2 separate regions of the Mus musculus genome follow, and region 1 is linked to region 2. A link is a contact called in public HiChIP or PLAC-seq data. All regions are on one chromosome and are shown on one strand. The core of a region is the stretch at or near the end of the contact, and the rest is flanking DNA. Distances in the headings are between cores, read along the strand shown.

Region 1 (3,466 bases), core at 135-2,634, 170 kb after region 2:
CCTCTGGATCCTTTAAATCGCCACTCTCCTGTCCCTGCCCATCCCTGAGCCAGAACCCTATGATGGACACAAAGCAACCTCCAACGAAAAGGACCTTCCATTCACGCTAATGGGAACAAACAGAACATACCTACCCTTTCTGGGAGAAAAAAAAATATCACCTCCACCTTGGGGATCAATCAGACAGCTCGGAAATAACCAAGCGCACACAGTACAAATAACAGGAAAGAGACGCTCAGAGGAGAGCATTATTAATGCAAGCCTAATGTGTTAAACAATGAAGGTGAGAACCTGGTTCACTTCTAAACTGGGCAAATCCATGTGGTTAGGCCACGGAATATAACCACCCCGATGTGATCAGAGCAGGAGAGCAGGGATGTAAAAGTTTTACAAATTCAGACACTCACAAGAGGGTTGTGAGAATAACAACGGGAGTTGAAATCATGGTTTAAGGGAAACCATGGCCCGGATAGGAAAGACACAAATACAGAATACAGCCAGGGGCTTCAGCCTGGTCTCTGCGGCCCCTTCCCTGGAAGCATTGCTAGGGAGCATCAAGAACCCTGGAAATAGAGCAAGGTGCTTAGAGACCCACAAAGCCTCTCTGATGGGGGACATGGAGCAGGTGACAAACTGACAAAAAGGTGACCACCTCAGTCAGGTTCAGCCAGTGGCCAGCTGATGAAACTGAACACAGAAGAAGCCGAGGGTCTGGCTCTGGCTCTCCTATAAAGGCAAAGGACACATGCTGGAGTCCACCAATGCATCCAGGGATGAAGGGAGGGAGGGAACAGCAACACAGCCCCCTCTGCTGCTCCTGCAAGCATCTGCTGGCTTCTAGAAACTTCAGCCATGCTTCCTTCCCAGTCAAAGCTCCTGAGTTACAAGGACCCAGGGCCCAGAGGACTTTCAGCTTGCAACATTCATTTTATTTTATGCTAAAATGAAATGGGAGATGCCCAGACAAACTGTGTCCCCCCCTTTTGGGTGCTCATACACGTGCGTGTGCGCTCTCTGCGCTCTCTCTCTCTCTCTCTCTCTCTCTCTCTCTCTCTCTCTCTCTCTCTCTCTCTCTTTCTCTCTCTCTCTCTTTCTCTCCCTCTCTCCATCAACCATCAACATCAAAAAAGACAAAGAAGAGAACCTTGCCAGCCCTGTGGGCCAGGCCTCCACGCTGCAGGCAGTCTATATGAGCTTCCTTTATCCAACCACAAAAAGGCCCCCGCAAGTCGGCAAGGGGGCCTGGGCGCTGCCAAGCCAGCCGCCCCTCCGTTGAGGTTAGCAGTTACCCAGGGGCCAGATCCATCGGGCAAACAGCCCACGGCTCTCATTACACAACGGGGGCCCTTATCTCCCCTGGCCACTGTCGGTTTGCAGACATTGCATGGTGTGACAACCACAGCCCGGAACGGGCTGTGACAGATAGCCTCCAGCTCTGCCCCACTGTCAGTGTAGGCGAGAAGCAAGGCTTGACCGTTAGTCTAACTTTGGGCCATCACATTGCTACTAAAAAAGAAGATCGGTAGCAGTCTGGGACCCGCGTCACAGTGTCATTTCTCTGATCCTGCAGGCTGAAGCCCCTCTTTCTCAGAGCTCCTTGGCTCTCTGCCTTCAGAGATGAGGTGGTGTAGGGTTATTTCGTCTTTCACTGGTGGAGTGTCAGATAGGAGAGGAACTCTCTTTAGGGACCATTAGTTACCCTCAAAACTCCTTCTCAGGCCAACTCTAAAAGATAGGGGGAAAGCTGGGGACAGTAAAAGGCATACCCGGTGGAGGTGACAATCAGTATGGGCTCTTCTAGCCAGGGTCCTTCTCAGAACACCTCCCAAGGTCCCAGTCATCCCAGGATATAGCCCAAACTGAGCAACCGTTACATTTGCTGATCAATTACACTGCTCCCTGCGCTGTGTGTTGAAGTTAAGGACATAAACTGAGCCGGGCATGGTGGCACACGCCTTTAATCCCAGCACTCAGGAGGCAGAGGCAGGCGGATTTCTGGGTTCGAGGCCAGCCTGGTGTACAAAGTGAGTTCCAGGACAGCCAGGGCTATACAGAGAAACCCTGTCTCGAAAACAAAACAAAACAAAACAAAACAAAACAAAACAAAACAAAACAAACAAACAAAAAAAGACATAAGCTGAAATCCTCAGAATTCTCCACTGACACTTTTGGATTTAGTATCTACAAGGGTCAGATTTTGAACCTGGGTTTACTGAGTGTCCAGGGGGTTTCCTCTGATACCCTCTTCATTCTCTGCCTTCTTTAGGCCTGGTCCAACATTTAGGGCAGCCCCAAGGAATACCAACCCACAAACACACACCCCAACATGGATGATGACCCTGGGCCCTGGCAGATGAGAGATTTTTCTACTGTCTCCTGGGTCTGACCACATATTCCCACTTTTCATCTTTAAATCCTACTTTGGGATGCCAAATGTGACAGTACAAGCCTTTAACCCAACAATCGGGAGGCAGAGGCAGGCAGAGTTCAAGGACAACCTGGTCTACAGAGTGAGTTCCAGGACTGACATCCAGGGCTACACAGAGAAACCATGTCTCTGGACAAAACAAACAAACAAACAAACAAACAAAAAACACATCCTACTTTGGGGTTTGAAGAGGTAGTTGAGACAGAGTTAGACTCAGTAGCTCAGGTCTCCTCCCACCTTAACTCCCAAATGCTGGGATTACAGGTGTGAGCCACCATACCCTGAATTCAACTTGTCCTTCAACAACCCACTCAACTGCCACTCTCTCCAGAATTCTGGGACTGCCTCTCTTTTACCATACCACAGTTACTGGGTAGGGTTACCGGGTGAAATGTTTCTCACCATAAGCAAGACCCCACGGGACTTTGTTGCAAGGTCCACCTCAGTGATAATTACAAATGAACTCAGTGCATTTTGACTAAAGCATCTCCAGTGCGAAGGGAAGCTGACTCATCTAGCTATACATGGCTCTCCTGTGTGGTCCTTCCGTTACCTTCCACTCCATTGCAGACGCCAACACATACTCTCTAAGTACTTTTATTTTTGGTTTTTCGAGACAGGGTTTCTCTGGGTCACCCTGGCTGTCCTGGAACTCGCTCTGTAGATCAGGCTCAAACTCACAGAGATCCACCTGCCTCTGCCTCGAGTGTTGGTATTAAAGGCGTGTGCCGCCACCAACCATCGTCTCCAAATACTTTTTAACTCTGCTCAAATTCTAAGCTCTAGGGCAAGACCCAAGTCTTAGCAGTCTTTGCATCTCAACCCCCACCCCACCCCAACACAGATAGTCCCCTCACCAACGATAGACTTGACAGACATTTGACAACTCAGATTGACAGAAAAGAGGCTGGGAGTTCGGGGAGGGGGAAGGGGCAAACTCAAGTCCCTATGCCAAAACACACCTGACCCCTGCTCAGTGACAAAGGTTTGAAATAGTTCTCAAGTCAGATTCTAGTAAGGAGGAAGTGGGAAGCAGGC
Region 2 (3,768 bases), core at 677-3,176:
CTCTGTTTACTCCCCTGTAAAGAGGAGCCAATAGCCAGTACTTCTCCACAAGAGCTGTGGTGCTGAACGGAAGCAGATTCATTTCATGTCCTGTAGATGAAAGGCGTCCCACCTTCCCTCCACTCACCCCTCCAGCTGGTGAGCTCTGGCTGTTGTCTCTCCCACTGCCCAAGAGTCAGACAGAAGGAGCCCAGCGTGGCAGGACTACGGTGTGGACAAAACCGTGTTCTCTCGCTATTATCTTGTCCAGGGAATTCAGTTAGGGTGGTAAGTTCGGGGGGCTCTATGTCAGGCTGAGAGAAGCTGGGCAACAGAGAACAGCCAGAGGTGTGTAACAAGGAGCAGCTGAAAGCCACTGGGCTTTGCTATTAATGTAGTCAGTAAATAAATAAAGGAGGGCTTAAGCTGAGTGTACAGCAATCAGTTTGGAACTACAGGGTAATTAGCTCTGCAGGGGGCCGCAGGGCTGCAGAGTCAGGTTTAAATGAGAGAGTTCACTTTCACTGAGGCACCCCTGGGGTGCAAAGAAAGCAGCCTAGGGGAGTCAGTCCGCCAGCACTCCGGGTAAGGAGTGGCCAAAGAGCTGTAGCTCTGGGTCTGGGAGCACAGAGAGAGCTAGGGCCTCCCGGTGGGGCAAAGCCTTCCGGTCTGTGTGGAAACAGCTCACCCTAGACTGGACCAAGCCAGGTAGTCCCCAGCTATAAAATGCCACTGTCCTGAGCCTGTCACGCCTTCTTCCTTTAAGGTGACCTTAGGAACAAATACAGGCGCAAGAGCCCACACTGAGCTACTCTACCTGCAGCATGGATACCAGTTCTTGATGTCATGGGGAGATGCCTAGGTGGGCATGTGAGGGGCGTCTTCCTATTTAGCTCCATTTCCTCACCCTTGGCGACTGCATCCTCAGTTTCAGTGAGCGAATTGCCTCTCTTCTTCCCTCTATTTTCCTTCCATGTATTCAGCAAAGATTTATTGGGCACCTGCCAAGTGCAATGTTAGGCTCTAGGAACACCAAGATATAGAACACACGGTTCCTAACCTCAAGGAACTCGATGTCTGGTGAAGGGAACACCGGAGAGCTTAGATGACAGTAATGCACTGTGACAAATGGCGGGTTGCAGGGTCTGCATAGCAGGGCACCCGATACAGTCTCAGGCATCTAGGGAAGGTCTCCTGAGAAAGGTAGCATTTGAGATGAAGCAAGACCCCGGGGAAAGCTGAGAGGACCAGGAAGCTTGCGTTGTGCTCTGTTCAGCTGGTGAAACAGGGTGACACAGGCCGCAGAGCACAGGACCCTAAGTCTCTAAAACCATCCTGGTGATCAAATTGACTCTAGCAAGGTAGGGGTGGATCTAAAGAACAGATTGGGGTGTCAAGCAGGGACTACCATTGAGGTCCCATGGGGAGTTTGGACCTATCCTAGGAGTGATTAAGGAGTTTTCAAAAACGTGATAAGTTGTCTGTAGAGGGGGAGCGGTGGGGGGATATATTCTCTGCAGGATGGAAGAGTAAAGGATGGATGGATGCTGGGGCGAGAGGGACTCTGCTGGCAGCTAGGCGGAAGGCACTGTGGCTGTGGGTGGAGGGAGAGGAGGTGCTGGCAGGATGGAGCAGTCCTTAGATTCACTCTTCTTTGTTTGATCAGCTACACTCTTGTGGGTCTTGTGCAGACTTCTGTTAATTCTGGGCTTCAACTCTGCTCCCTGAGTGACATCCAGAGCCACTAAAAAGAGAGCCAATCAAGGGTGTACCAGAACCTCGGCAGTAGTGACAGAGAGCACTGGACAGGAAGGGACCGCAGGGAAGTAGTGAGTAGAGGAGGCTCCCAGCCAACCAAGCCAAGAGCACAAGTGGGATGATCCCCATCCACCCAACCTGGACTCTATCTTTCCAGTCCAGCTGCCTGTCCCCTCTTCTGACCTCAGCCTCGTGCCCCGCCCCACCCCCACCCCTGGCGGGGCCTGCCCTAGAGGCAGTTCCCCATGCTGCGGGCTGGGGCAGAGGGCAGCTGCGGCCCGCTGCCCAGGGAGGGAGGAGGGGCTGCAGCAGGCCTCGGAGGAGCGTTCTCAGGCTGGCCTGGCCGGGGCCCCTTTCTCTCCATGAGATCATATCTGGGTCAAAGAGCATGTAAAGCAGGCAGACCCCGGCGGTCACACAAAGCCCATTCAGCCAGCTCCTATTCACTCACCTCCTCTCCCCAAGAGCCCGCGCCGCCGGGACCCCAGTGCAGTGCCTAAGCCCCAGCTTTGATGTCCAAGAACAGAAAACGGCGATTAAATGTTGTTTTAAAGAGGGAGTGCCCACTGCCCTCCCATCTGTCAAGAGAAAGCTGAGGCCTGAGGAAGGGGTGGGGTGCAGAGGGGGAGGGACGGAGTGCAGAGAGGGCGGGGCGGGGGCTGGCTTGAGGGGCAAGGCTTGAGGGGAGCAGATCCCAATCAAAACGTATACATCTTTGGCCAAGGACTGTTTTTGTTTTTGTTTTTGTTTTTAAGAAGCAGGGACACGTGACGTGGTAGTGAGGTACAGGGCAAAAGAAATATCCCAGAAATGAGAGTGAGTAATGGGGGAGAAAACGGAGGAGTGACAAAGAGAGATGCAAACCTGGGTGCAAGATGAGGAGAAAGAGACGGGAAAGGAGGACCAACAGAGGACCTAGGGCTCGGAAGAATGGAAGGCTTCCTGCCATGGGCTGGGCCTCTTCCTGGGAGGGTTGTTAGGGTTAGTGTGACTTCAGAGTCTCTCAGCTCAACAACCCGAAGGCCAACAGACCCAGGACCTGGAGAATAAAAACTGGAAACACACACACACACACACACACACACACACACACACACACACACACACACACGCATGCACACACACGTGTGTCAGTGGAAGTGCAGGAACTCAGGCTACACTGTTTTAGCGCTGTTAGTGACCCACTATGGAGGCCGTGACTTGGGTCTAGTGGGAAGACATGACGCTGGAGAAGAAAGGCAGAGATGTTATCAGGCTGTGCATCCAGGGCCTGAGCAGAGCTGCAGTTAGTGCTGAAGATGAGCCAGGTGGTGCTCTCCCCTGCAGCCGGGGACCAGATGGAGCCTCAGGCGTTGTAGGTCAGGCAGGTGCTATACCACTGAGTGAAAACCTCTAGCTATGCAACAGGTCATGACTGCCACAGAACCTTCTGGTGAAAGCTCTGTGTTGAGACAACTCCGAAGCTTGCTTCCCCGTGAAGAAGACAGAGGGCTATCGTACCTCAAGCCTGGGAAAAGCAGGCATCCTTTGGCATCTGATCTGGTCAGGGTTAGACCCCCGCATACTGACTGCATGAGACTGAGTGGTCACCACACACTTTGAAAAAAACGTGGCAGCTTCGGGAGTGCTGCTTCCTGAATTCCCAGTGCAGAAACTATCACTCAAGCCAAGAGTTTTTCTGAATGAAACTGTCACTTAGTGCATTGTTCCAAGGTCAAACGACATTCATACATTTAACACTGCTTCTCAACCCACACCCCAAAGCAAGGGTGTTGGGTTGATGAGATGGCTCAGTGAGAAATGGTACCTGCTGCCAAGCCTGACAGCCAGACTTGGGTTCTCAGGACTCAAAGGTAAACAGAGAGAATGGACTCCCTTTGTATTCTGGGATGGAGAGATGGCTCAGAGTACTTCTTGCTCTTGCTGAGGTCCCAGGCTCGATTCCCAGCCTGATGGCTCACAACCATTTCTGACCTTGGTTCCAGAGCATCTGAAAACTTCTTCTCACCTCAGAGGGCAGGCAGCAGGAAC

Evidence for each region. HiChIP or PLAC-seq counts read pairs in DNA pulled down with a chosen protein or histone mark.
Region 1: a contact with region 2 is called in an H3K4me3 HiChIP or PLAC-seq map of the SCID.adh cell line, with 6 times the contacts expected there. The contact joins two enhancer-like sites. A contact is called at or near these places in 1 of 15 datasets of contacts at CTCF or cohesin (the G1E-ER4 cell line), 5 of 484 Hi-C or Micro-C datasets (the G1E-ER4 cell line, bone marrow-derived macrophages, erythroblasts and 1 more) and 18 of 115 datasets of contacts at active chromatin or transcription factors (the HPC-7 cell line, the SCID.adh cell line, T-cell acute lymphoblastic leukemia and 13 more).

What each region holds. Positions count from the first base shown.
Region 1 is chr9:48,813,402-48,816,867 of GRCm38.p6, forward strand. All of the region lies in intron 2 of Zbtb16 (zinc finger and BTB domain containing 16), which reads right to left. Among named protein-coding and RNA genes, the nearest start is that of Zbtb16, 21 kb to the right of the region's middle. Within about 2 kb of position 1,385, at least 55 of the 459 cell types and tissues checked have an H3K27ac peak or open chromatin away from gene starts, as enhancers often do. A contact at or near this core is called in the G1E-ER4 cell line, the SCID.adh cell line and fetal liver, where this site is marked.
Region 2 is chr9:48,647,360-48,651,127 of GRCm38.p6, forward strand. No RefSeq gene overlaps it. Among named protein-coding and RNA genes, the nearest start is that of Gm32280, 21 kb to the right of the region's middle. Within about 2 kb of position 1,927, at least 101 of the 459 cell types and tissues checked have an H3K27ac peak or open chromatin away from gene starts, as enhancers often do. A contact at or near this core is called in the G1E-ER4 cell line, the SCID.adh cell line and fetal liver, where this site is marked.